Linked DNA regions of Drosophila melanogaster: region 1 is linked to region 2. The links are chromatin contacts, called in public HiChIP or PLAC-seq maps. All regions are on one chromosome and are shown on one strand. The core of a region is the stretch at or near the end of the contact, and the rest is flanking DNA. Distances in the headings are between cores, read along the strand shown. Region 1 holds the start of SKIP (Shal K[+] channel interacting protein). Region 2 holds the start of how (held out wings).

Region 1 (7,101 bases), core at 2,573-5,072, 92 kb before region 2:
ATGGGGCAATGTGGAGCAGGGCAGAGCACTAAGGGCCGAGGACAGCGAGTAGTTGTTGGCCTGCGGCTGCCCGTCCTGGCCAAGTTTGCGAGAAAATCGATTTTAGCGCTGCCTGCGCTCGCACGGGCGGCCTTTTGGATGCGAGTGTCCAGGTTTCAGGTCCAGATCCAGATCCAGCTCCACTGCGAGTGCGATTTCGAGTACGTTGCCCAGTCACAGTGCCATTCGTATTCCCCAGCCTTCAGTCCGCCAGTCGACAGTCCCACTCCCATTTTCATTCCCAGTAGGGGAGTTGCACTCCTGTTTGTCCACAGCAAGAAATACCAAGGGTTATACCTTTAAAAAGTTCGTTCTATGACTTTAAGAACTTAAACGTATAAAAGGATTTAAATTTAATTCCACATTTAAACTATCAAAAAAAAAAAAAGGAATAGCTTTTTTAAAGATAATTTTATAAATTTCATCCACTTTTCCGTTTAAGATTTATTTTGTTTCCCATTCTTGTTTTACAACTCAACTATTAAGATACACATATAGGCCTATCAGTACCATAAATCCACTTTATATCTGTGATTATCTTTATGGGGATGCACCTTTTTTTTGGCTCAGTGTCCGTTCTGTTTGTTTGTTTGTCGCTTTTAATGCTGAACGGAGTTGGCGAAGGCGACTCTTGACTGATTTTTATGCTTTTGGCCCAATTGCCCCGCAGTAGCCGCTCCGTTCGGAGAGCGGACTCCGATGGGCACTGGGCACTGGGCAATGGGCATCGACCGGTTCTCACTGCTCGGTCCTCGGTCCTCGGCCGGGATTACACCTTCCTGCCCTGCGAGGCGAGGTGCCCCCTCAATGCCACCCATTAGCGGCCCTTTGTTTGACTTGCAGTTGCAATATAAGGTCATTCCTCTGCTCTTGTTCTTGCCGGTGTTTTTGTTGCAGTTGCACGCTTTTCGTTTCGTTTGATGGCTGCGCACGCGGCCTTTTGTTAGTTTTCCCCAACCAATTTCATTTTTTCTTTTTTTTTTCCTTTCCATTATTATTATGCTTTTTTCGTACTCTTAAAGGGAACAACATCGGCGAAATCGCAGTCTAATCACTTCATTAGCCCGAGTCTCCCACCGCTTTTGGCCATGTTAACACGTTGTTCGCCTGCAAGTTGCACGAACTTGCTGGCAAAGTGCGAAAAAAAATGGATTTTAATTGAAAAAGTGTGGGAAGTGTAAACATCGATGCGACTTTTGCTTTCTTTGGATTGTTTAAGTGGTGCCCCGGATTTAATGTAAAACAACTAGAATGTATTTCAAAAGTATGAAAAATTCCATGAATTTTCTACAATTTTTGCAATCATAATTGTATAAATTTCAAGCAAATTTTTAATGGCTCTTAATAATAGTGCAAAATCATCGAGACAACTATGCTTTTATGTAAATTTTGTTTTGACCAATTACTCGGAGTATAAGTGCACATTTTGTAGATGTACAATTAAGTGTTGTTTGCCCACAACTAAATGCTTAAATGGAGACCATTAAAGTGGCTTTTAGAGCATCAAAACTCCAGTCGGAAATATCGCAAAAGTTGAATCGCAACTAATTTACTAACCCACACTATATTTGCCTAAAGTTTTCTCACAATTGTAAAGGTGAAATAGCATCAGCTGTGAGTCTGTGGAGCTGTGAAGAGTGCTCCTCTCGCTTATCGCATAATTGGTAGCAATGTTGGCTGCCACTTTTTGCTGCGGCTTCTGTGGCAGCAGGAACCATGGAAGCAGGCGATTCTTTCTCGGCTCTCCACCTCGCCACCGTATCCGTCGCATTCCGGAGATGCCGGCAAAACACTTGTCAGCGACTTAAATGGCGCGCAGCTGTGCGGCATTAGCTGGGGAGAGCTGGTAAGGCTGGGCAGCCAAGATCTGGGAGTTGAGAGGAGACCAGCGAGACCAGGGAGACCAGTGGACACACCTCTTAAGGAGGTGTTGCGACCGCTGCTCCAGGAAGTGGGCATCTGGAGGGGGAAGGCGTAGGGAGCACGGCACTGCAAGTCCAGTGGCGACATTTGATGTGATTATTGAGTTATGCCCACGGGGGCAGGTGCCAGGCATATTTCGCTTAATTTTCTGATGAAGTTATTCACCGAGATATGGAACGCAGCGAAAATGTACACGTATTATAAGCACAGATAAGCTACCCAAACAAGCAGGCACAAAAAAAATAAGAGACAAGGTAAAAGAAGGTGTGGTTGTGTGATTTTAAATGACAATCCTCTTCGGTGTCTAAAGTCGGCAGTTTAGGGTTTTATTTGGACACGGCCACGACAGGTGTTTAAAAAACATTTCAAGTCTCAAAATGTTGAAAGCACACAAGTAATCAATGTTTTTTTAATTGACGTTTAATTATTGCTCGAGACAGAAATTAATTGAGTTCGATAAATCATTATGTCGAACTTTCAATATGTCTTTGAATATTTCATATTATGTGATTCTGCATAATTTTCAATTAAAGAATTTATATCAGTGGGTTAAATGCGTGTTGTAATTTTGCACAAGAACTTTCAATTCGAAAGAAGATACGCACTTTTTAAGTGAAATATGTGACTTTATGAGTCATTCTATCTCAAAAAGGAAGTTTTCAAGACATTAAGGAAGTGTTTATACAATTTAAACCAAATGAGTGAAAAATGGACAATTGTATAACAAAATGCAGAGAGGAAGTGTTGCATAAATAATTAACATTTGTCAGGAAATCTGTGGGCAGCAACAACAAAAAGCCGGCCAAGAGTCAGAATTAGAGGGAAATAAGAGGGAGACAGAGATGAAACGAAAACAGCAGGCACTACTAAATCACCGACAACAACAACAACAGCAACCCCGGAGGATGAGGATAGAGTGGAAATGGGAAGGGAATAAAAACATAAAAAAAAGCGGCACAGATTGCCGAGAACAAGAACTAAACACAGGCACACACACAGTTTGAGCACTCCAGCTGTGTAGTTGTTGTTGTTGCTGTTTTTTCGCCGCTCCTTTCTGCCCTGCAATCAATAAAACGGATTAGGAATATCCTTTAAATGCGGCGCTTGGTGGAGGCTGCACACACACACTATCGCACTCACGAAATCTCCCTCACACACACAAAAGCACACACAGGCACACATGGCTGCAAATCTTTTACAATAACACATATAGGAGGAATAGAAGTAGCGGCACTTACTTTTCGTTTTCGTGTTTCTCCGTTCGTAGAGGAAATTAGGAGATGGCAATTGAAGGTGGAAGAAAGGAGGATGGCAAGGAGGAGATGAAAACAAAACCGAAAAACGTACACTCAAACACGCACGCACACGAAGACACGCAGGGCGCAATGATTTACCGTTACGCGACGCGAAAATGCTCACAGGAATGGCTACCAATTTACTCCAATTTTGATTTTGTCACTTGCATCACAAACATTCACATTCGACCCCAACGACCTTGCTGTTCCTCCTACGCGCAACTAAAGTGCTATGCTACAAATGCAATTTAAATGCTTGCTAAATAACTGGGTTTTTTTTTTCGTAGAGGAACACACACGACGTTTCAAATTAACAAATTGCTGCCGGTTGTGTCTGCGTTATCACGATTCCTTGATGGCATGGCTGATGGTAATTGGTTATTGGCCAGCCTGTTTGCTTATTAAACGGCTCGTTTGGCCACCGTTTTCGTTTCGCTCAATTCTCAATCACAACACACTTGCTTCAGTTTTACCGGCTTTTTCAGTTTCAATTTCACGCGAATAGACCGCTCGAGCTGGTTTTCAAAACGACCGGATCTCGAACATTTCGACGACTGACCGCGCGGCGATAAATGCGTTCGTATATATTCGTATATGTTGCTTGCTCCATCTGGCATTTTTAGCATCACAGCCGAGCTCGCGAACGGTCACTCTCTTGGTTCGATGCAACCGATTTAGTTCGAGTTCGAAGGGTTTCGAACTTACGTTTCTTATATTAAAAGAAGTGCACAAAAATTCAATAAATTGTTTGTTTCTATTTATATTTCATAATTAGAAAAGTACAATTATTGTTTACCGTTTTCTTGCCCGTAGATCATTTAAATTTAGCCGCGCCACAATTGCATTCTTATATTTGAAATACGTACTAATTGGGCGAATTTAGTTCATTTAGTACAATTGATGCGCATGCGTCTCTCTTGAAAATTAAATTCTCTCGCATTTACAGTGCCAAGATAACTGTTAAGCTAACAGCTGTTAAGTCTAAGCAATAAATAAAAAAATAGTAAACTGTATAAATATCAGTATTATTAAAAATATTTACATTTATTTCGTTTCTTTTTGTTTTTGGCGGTTTCAGAAACCAATTCAGAAATTTAATTTACAATTTTTATGAGTTCAAGCTTTGAGCGATTTGATTGAGTGGTTCGATTTCCGTATCCAGCGATACAGAGGGCAGCACATGAAGCACCAAAAGCACCCGGGATCACACACACATCCTTGGTCCTGGAACATCCACTCCTGGGGATCTCGAAGAATACAGCCACAAAATTGGAAGATCTATGTATATAGAAAGTTTTGACCGCTCACACGGCGGTGATGAGATGGGCGTCATCCTCGTTGATTCGATCCGACTTTCCATTGACCTCGATCGTGTGATTGGACTCGGTGTCGCTGGGTTCCTGCTCGACCTCCTCATCCGCTTCATCGTCCTCGTCCCCCTGGGAGGAGTTCTCACCATTTTCCTTGTCGGGCGATTCTCGCTCCTCGTTTTCCTCGTATATGACGTCACAGCTGGTGGCTATTGATTTGGGCGGCGGCTTCTTTACCGCTTTTCCACCGCCTTTGCGGTCACCATTTTGTTGCATCTCGGACATTTGAATCTGCATTTCCCGCAGGCGATCGGTGAGCACATACAAATCCCGCTCCTGACTCTCGCATCGTGTCCTCAATTCGGTTATCTCACGCAGATCCTCGGCTCGAGGATCTCGTCTTTCGTATCGCATGCGCATCTCCTCAAATCTGCGCAAAAAGGATTGCAAAATTCCTTAAATATTTACTATATTCACTACTAAACTACCAAAAAGGATAATGGTGAATTCAAGGCGGATGCTGGATACTGACTTGGCGTACAACATCCCACAACACGGACAAGCAAAAGTAAGATAAATTTGTGTTAAAGATAAAAAGAGTTAAAAGGTCGAGCTCTTAAATCCCTTTCCTTTCCGATTTTATTTTTTTATTTTTCAAAATTATATAAAGATAAGAATCTTATATTTTAGCAAAATTCGAAAGTTTCGAATCATAATTCCATAGATCTGTGGTCTCAATCACACTCAATCTTTTAATTAACTTTCCTTAGACTTAGGAACTCGACCTTGGGGAAGATGGGTCAGGGTGGCTGGTGGTTTTTGGGGAATGGGTGCACTTACAGATTGGTCAGGCAGCGGCACTTGCGATGCAGCTGCTCGATCTCGTTGGCGTTGCTGATGTCGCGCTTGTCCAGCGCCGCCTTCTCGGCATCGTAGGCCGCCTTCAGGTCCTTGAGATTGCGCTGGTGCCGAAGTTCTACATCGCTGCGGTTGCGGATGCGGATACGAATGCGTACGCGGATACGGATGCAGATTCGGATTCGGGTTGGGGTTATTCAGGTTATATAGAGTGGTCAGAGGTTGAGGTGGATACACACACATAGCGAGAAAGAGAAAGTAAAATATTAGGAGAATCGCACCAGAAGGACAACGTTTGACAAGCTGCATGCCAGATAAAAACATATTTTTTTTCTTATGGGTTTTGTTCGCATTTCAAACATTTCAATACCAATGTCTTATGTCTAACAAGAGATTTTCGATGATGGCCAGTCTTAAATTTAAATCAAGAATCATTTTAAGCGTGAAAAGGGGGATTAATATTTTATTGGCGCGCTAGGAGGTGGCGATATTTGATATAGATCACTGCGACAATATTGAACACCAAGCATGCAATGGCGATCAGCGGCGACATGGTCAGATATAGCACATATAGTGTGGGCATATACGGCCACGCCCCCTTTGCAAACGCCCACAGGGCTGGAGAGGCTGTCGATCGACCTAAACGCTGATCCATGCTGATCCAATGAATGAAATGTGAAACGAAAGAGAACAGAATACAAGTTCATGTGATAATGGATCGAGTTCAAGGACTCCAATGTGACAAATGTGGCAAATGAGTAGGATGCAGACATTCAATGCAAGCCAATGGATCCTGCTTCAATTTAGTGGGGAGCAGCGGTCAGGGGGCACTATTAAGGTAAGTATGCCCATGGGGCGGGGCATGCCACATTGCATTCACTCACTTGATTCGTTCATCGGCAGCGGCCATTTTTGCGCGATGTCGCTCCACAAGTTCCTGCAACGCCTCCTCCTTCTCCGCCTGCAACTTGGCCTTTTGTGAGTCTGCCGATTGATATAATCAATTATATAATTATATATAATAATAATCAATATACACATGTATCTTTACCCAGCTCCTTTCGATGTGATTCGACCATTTCCTGAGTGGAGAGCTGCAGTTCCTTGGCAAACTCCTCCTTAACTTGACCGAGACGTTCGCGGAACTTCTCCTCCATTTCGGCCTTCTCCGCCTCGAACTCCTTCTGGAGTCGTTCCTCCAGCTCGACACGGCGATCCTCCTCGCGGCACATGGCATTCTGGTACTCGCGATCGGCCTTATCCAAATGCATTCGGGTCTGAAGCAGGGCGTTATCCGAACGTTCGCGCAGGCTGAGGAAATCCTGTTTCTTTTGCTCCAGGCTCTCGTGCAGATCGTCAATCTAAATGATGGTTTATAAAATGCAAATATGCATTCGATTGCAGTTTATCTATAACACTATGAACCCACCTCAGATCGCAGTTCCTCCTCGTTGGCCGTGTATCTGTTGGTCAGGGCCCTCAGCTCCTCGATGTGCTCGTTCTGCAGTTTGTCCAACGCCTCGCGACGCTCGTCCACATACACGGACTCCAGTTCATTTGTCAGTCTTGTCATCTCTGTGCTGAAGGCATAAAAGTTCAATTTGGAGCACTCAATATGATGACTTGTGACTTACTAAAGTTTGTTTTCCCAGAAGGCGGCTGCCTCATTTCGCACC
Region 2 (6,234 bases), core at 2,528-5,027:
TATATGTGTTCTCAGAATGATTAAAGTAAAATTATAATAAAATGGCAATTTGATAGGCGAATGTTTTCGAATTCCACGCATGGATCAAATAAAGTTAAGTACATACGTATTAAAATCAAAGATGACATTGATTTAAGCAGTTCGTAATACGTTCGAATTTGGGATTTCATCAAAAGCAAACTCATGAAAGCCAAGGGAAATAGGTTAAAAGAATCAACGAAATGACATATAAAATTCCAGTCGTGGCAGTACGGATAATAAATTTGGCACCCTCTGGGAAAAGGGCAAAACATAAAAAATGTTGGAGTTGCCCAAATAACCCCATGTGAATGTGGGGTTGGGGTTTGGATTTGGCCCGCATGTCAAGCTAACGAAAACAAAAACACAGCCCAGCGACGACAGCAATTGAAAAGAGAAAGTTGCAAAAAGAGAAAAAAAAAAACAAAAACTTCTAGCAAGTTGAAAAGTTGAAAGCCGTTAGCGGTCGGTCCAAGTTAGCGCAGTCGAATACGGTCAGTATTCGTAAATAGTGAACGCCACTCGGGTTCCCAGGTCCCAAATCTCAAATCCCAAATCCAGTCCGACACCCTCCCACTAAGCTGATAAGCCAACGAGGTGGGTTTGAAATCTGTATTTTGTTTTGCGTATTTTTTCAGCTCTTTGGATTTTGTAGTCTGGTGGAACGAGTTTTACAAATTGTCAACGCTTTGCTTTTAGCAAATACAATTTGTAGACAGGCAAACTAGTTTGCAGTTATGCCGAGACGAAACCAAAACAAGAATATAAGCTTTTGGGCGAGTTTTCCGACAGTGCGATACCTCCTGGTACCTGGTAATCAATAATCTGATTGGTCTAGATAAGACCACCGACTTCTTGGATATTTTCCAAATGAAGAGAGAAATCAAGATCTTGCATCTTATTATACAGACCATTTGCTATCACATTTCAAGTTTAATTGCAATAATTAAATGTAATTTAAATTGTAGTAGCAATTATAAACAAATTGATTAAGCAATATGGTAAAAAAAAACGTATATTAAAGTAATCCAAACATACGCTGTACATAATAAGTGTACTCTGGCCATCTAGCGGTACCTTGCAATCCGCAAATACCGCACCAGTATCTGAATCTGTGTATCTGTGCAACATAATTTTGTCATTACGAGGCGACACACACCCTCTTGGCCGGCCTGCATATGGGCAACAGATGTTGGGCAAATACAGAAACGAGAGCTCCGATATGCCAGATACAAGATACAAGATGCGACCAGGTAGTGCCACGCCCCTGCCCCTATACCGCCCCTATCCCGCCCCGAAAGTTGACTTTTGTTGGCTTGCCTTTAAGAGTTTTTGCTTCGTTGCCGTATATTTATTCATATTTTCTTTTTTTTTGATTTTTTTGGTTTTCGAGGCAAAGCGTGGGCAGTTGAGGTACATTTTTCCTCTTTCAGATAAGTTTGCTACACGTTCAGTGCACAGAGCAAAGCAGATCATTAAATGGATCCAATAATATTCCAGATTCGAAAATTTTAAAACTTTTAGCATATGTATAAATTCATACATGCTTGTGAATAAAATGATCTCTTATCACATAATACCACACCACATTAATGTTTCTATCTTTGTTGGGGGTTCCCCCCCTGGGGTTTCGCATCTCCTTCTGCGTCTCTCAAAATCCAAGCCTCCCTCCTTTTTGGTTTACGAATGGCCGAGTCAACAAAGAATTCATAATGAGAACAACAAAGGCTGCACTGGCAGTCAAGTGTGGAGCCAAGAATACAAAAGGAGAGAGCCCGGAGAGAGGTGTAAGTAGTGTGCGCTCCGCGAAGAGGCGCACAAAAAGGAAGTAACTAAAAATAACAAACATCTCGTTTCGGTTTGTAAGGTGGAATGAACTCAGAACCCGCGATGGAGAAGATGCCGAAAAGGAGACGCCGAGGAGACAAACCAGACACCCAGAGATCCATGCCCCAAAACTGATTGAACTACAGTGATCACTTGGTTAGAGGCACCCTAATCATTAACACGCCTGGCACACACGATTGAAAATGAAGTCACCACTTTAAAATAACATATATACTCATTTAAACTCTCCCATTTACCCAAATGTGTTCTAAATACCTACAGTCTCTGTAATACATGTTTACAATAAATCCCGCCAGATTCTCGGAATTAAAGTGCTTTGCAAATATTTTTTGAACAATTAAAAAAGATATAAACCAAACTGTAATGGCATCGATTTGTATACTACAATAGTTTAATGTTCTTTTCATGAATTTTTGGAATACAAACACAAAGTTCTAATACATTCTAGAGTTAAATATCTGAACATTATAACAAGAATATCCAAATTTCTTCTTTCACCACATTTCATCACATTTATTATATATAACAATTTCCTAATGGTACTGTAAAGTGTTTGATGAATAAAAGGATATTATCACAATAACAAACAGTAACTGGGTTTATCGTTTGATTCAGAAAAGGCTAGCTAGTGATCGTTATCCTTCCGCTGAGTCTTGGATCCGGGATTAGGATGATGCTGTGACTTGGAGGGATCTCACTCGGTTTGAGTTTTAGCGACTTACCTTCGTCCAGCAGGCGTTCGACGTGGGTGAAGACGTTGGGGAAGGCGGCCAGTTGCTTGCGGTCCTTGAGCAACTGGGCCAGATAGTCGGCGATGCTCTGTGTGCTCTGCTGCTGCTGCTGTGGGGTCAAGTGCTGCGGGGTCATGGGGACCACCACCTGCGGCGCCTGTTGCTGCTGCTGTGCCTGAGCCTGAGCCTGGGCTTGGGCTTGAGCCTGCTGCTGTTGCGCGACCGCAACAACTGCTGCGGCTGCCTGTTGCTGCAAGTGCTGCTGCAGTTGCTGTTGCACAACGGCTTTGCTCTCACAGACACTCATTTTGTTGCGTGCGTGTGTGATGTGTGGGTTTTTGGGAACTTTTTGTTTTGTTCTCGACGAGATTCTGGTTTTCAACTTTCAACTTTCCTTGGGTCTCTGCTTTCTTTACTTGGTGCACACTTCTTTTTTATTTGTTTTTGCTACTTTTAACACGTTACTGTGGGAGTTGGGAAATTCATTAAGTTTCGTACGCGAGCGATATTAAAAACGGAAAACGAAATGAAAACAACTCCGCCCAAAAGTATTTTTTCCGATCGGCAGCAACAACAATGCAGGGCGAGAGATACTGAGAGAGCGAGAGAGCGCAGCAAGTCGAAAGCGAAGGCAGAAAATTCCTCGGCGATCGCTCACTCACACACGGACAATAAACAGTAAAACTGTATATGCGACGGAGATGAATGAAAGCAGAATGTCAAAATAGCTGCCTCTCTCTCTCACCCTCGCTCATTTGGCTGCTGCAACAGCAAGTACAACAAAAAAGTATTTAAATAAATTTTATATTCAAATTTCTACGTTTTGAAGATACAAAGGTATAAATTCCTTTGCCTGGAGATGTACCGAGTGCACAAGGCCACTTAACCGATTTAAAAATGCAAGAAAACTCGCAGAAATATGCACAGTTGCTGATTATGTATTTGTTGTTGCTACTGGATGGCTTTGGATTTTATTCATTTCGTTTTGTTTGGAAAGTATTTTTTTTAAACACACTTTTCTTCTCTGAGGACTCCTATCCTTTGTTTATTTGATATATGTGTATATGGATTTTATTCGAGTCGGGGAATAGCGAACGGATCTCGGGACTTTACTGAACGATTCCTCCTAATTTTCCTACCACTGAACCGTGCGCAAAGAAAGAGAAAAAGAAACTGAATGCGAAGCGAAGAGCACAAAACGTTGTAAGTGTGAGATCATGCCAGTTCGATCGTGGGGTGGTGGTTTCAATGTGCTCTCGTTTCTCTGCTCTCTCGCCCAGTGACGTCACAAAGTGCGATTGCTTTTAATAAATATTTAAAAGCCAATATTTGGTTATATATTTGGGGGTATTTTTGATCTAAATTAACTAATTTCTAATATATCAGTGCTTTTAACTACTCGGTGACGTTTAGTCAATATTTGCATAACCATTTCCATAAAAAATACGCCAATACCCATCTTGTGACGTCAGTTTCTCTCTGACTTGGCTCTCTCGCACCCTACTGCCAGCATGCGAGATCACCCATCAGCGTTGCCACTCCGCACAAACAGAGTTGCGCAGCTGGTTAACATATTACACATATTTTAGCCAAAAGTGCGAGTATAAAAGTTAATAAATGGCCAAATAAGTTAATAGCAACTAAATACAAAGGTGGGCCATTAATATTCTTCCAAATGGAGGCTAGTTAATGCATTAATTGACTAACAACATTCAGCGTTGCCACCTGGTAGCTGGGTGGGCCACAATTTGGCGCGTTGGCGTTGATTTTGAATTAATTAAGACACTGCGCTGTGGAGGCATTAATTGCGCACGGAAATTGCTGGCAGATTAGAACCAAGCGGCATTTTGTTTCGCCGGACATATGCGGGGGCTGGCATCTGGGCCCCAAGTCCAAAACACCATGCAAATGAGCCCCCGAACTCGTACTGGCCAAATGTTGGTGTTAACTTGGTTAACTCTGCTGCAAAACGCGAAATGTATGTGGGAAAATTGGCATTCGCGAGCGTTTCGATGGACGCACCATATAAGCGACCCTAGGCCGGCGACAACTTTTACTTTCCATCGCGAAAGACATTTTTCGCTGGCTTCCGTGTGGTTGGCGAATTTCACAAAAATTCAACGCAGTATTAAGATATTGCGTACTAAAAATAATTAATTATCGATAAAGTGTATCAAAATAAAACAATCTTTTAAGTCTACAAAGCTACTTTTATTCTAAAATTTTACTCGTGTTCTGTTCACATTTAGGTCCTTCCACTATTACAACACTTAATGCCAGTGGATCGGTGAACTTATTGTGTGTTGCCTGTGTCTTCAACAATATTTTGATATACATATATGTATGAGGATCACTTCATTGCAACAGTCTTCCCCATCGGAACCCAAAATTTCTGGGGCGGCACATCTAGCCAACGGCAGGCATGGGGCAAGATCCGATTTTTGAAACCAGCATACACCAAAATGAGACGTGAAAGTTTAAAGTTGTGGCCAAAGTTGTGGATGGACATCGGATTGGTCGTTCCATTGGAAAGCAGACTCCCACCACCGGACCTCACCTGGCCAAGTTTCACAGTCCGGCCACAAGTCCCACCAAATTTGTGTGCACTTGGCTCAAACCGATCGGAATTGGCCTGTGTGTGTGGGCCGACATTAAATGCGTTGTACGGCCCCATTATACAGTTTTAGTGCCATTGAAAAATGTGTCAATGTGCGTGGCGATTGAGACATTGTATGCCTATGGATGGATATCCGATTTAAATCTCTGGGCCACAGACCAAAGCCCTTTCCAATCCGCACACCCACGTCGCCCAGTATCGGCCCATTGGACATCTGGCCAAGTCCGAAGTGCCAAGTTTTCCGTGGGCCGTTAATCTCTCTAGTGCTTTTGGAATTTGCCCTTTTGAATGTGGTGTTTTACATTGTGAGTGGGTCGTTTTGGGCGGCACTTTCGGTTTTGGAAAACCGAAATGGCCGCAAAATAAAAGTTTTCCAGCAGCTGTAAAGTTAGGCGAGAAAATGCTTGAATTGGTTCAAGTTTTGTGTAAACTGAAAAGTTCAGAAATTTTGGTTATGCACCATTAGTTCAACAACCTAAATCTAAAGTCGGAAATATCCCACAAATCTTTCATTGCCTATTAACAGAGAGATATTGCTACCCAAATGCAATTCGATTGTTTGACCAATTCGGCTGCTAAAAAAGAAGTGGTTCCAAAGATTGACAACCTGCCAGGCGGCGCTAACACTATATTGCTGGTCCCGGGAATCCTTTTTTGGCCACTGCACGTTTGTGTCGAATGCAAATTTGGCCAAGACATTTAGCGGCTTTGTGGCGGCCTAAACGACAAATTAAACATTCTTTTTCTTAATTTACCGCCGACACAGAAACAAACCACCGGTGGTGTGAGAGTGTGTAATTAGCAATATGTTGGCCAAAAGCCAGGCAGCAATCGTCCATTAACCAGTTCCCAGTTGTTTCCATTACGCATGAGACGCGGCCGTGTGGGCGCCACCGGTTTACCAACAGTTGAGTTTGTCAGTTTTCGGGTGCCACAAAGAAACCGAACTGCAACACCCACACAGATAGTAAGTATCTGTCAGATACACTCGACCACATACGCAACCCGCTCAGGCAACAA

Evidence for each region. HiChIP or PLAC-seq counts read pairs in DNA pulled down with a chosen protein or histone mark.
Region 1: a contact with region 2 is called in a Psq HiChIP or PLAC-seq map of the Kc167 cell line, with 2.4 times the contacts expected there. The contact joins the promoter of SKIP here to the promoter of how in region 2. A contact is called at or near these places in 4 of 107 Hi-C or Micro-C datasets (the Kc167 cell line, the ML-DmBG3-c2 cell line, the OSC cell line and 1 more) and 1 of 6 datasets of contacts at active chromatin or transcription factors (the Kc167 cell line).

Annotation. Positions count from the first base shown.
Region 1 is chr3R:22,130,551-22,137,651 of dm6, reverse strand. It overlaps SKIP (Shal K[+] channel interacting protein), which reads right to left and starts at 3,822. Exons shown (of 20, transcript NM_001260304.2): 1 at 3,201-3,822. It overlaps CG42390, which reads right to left. Exons shown (of 11, transcript NM_206540.2): 7 at 7,060-7,101; 8 at 6,855-7,005; 9 at 6,477-6,786; 10 at 6,310-6,409; 11 at 4,285-4,997. The coding sequence ends at 4,562.
Region 2 is chr3R:22,039,734-22,045,967 of dm6, reverse strand. It overlaps how (held out wings), which reads right to left and starts at 3,777. Exons shown (of 9, transcript NM_079723.4): 1 at 3,613-3,777; 2 at 2,589-3,061. The coding sequence starts at 2,904.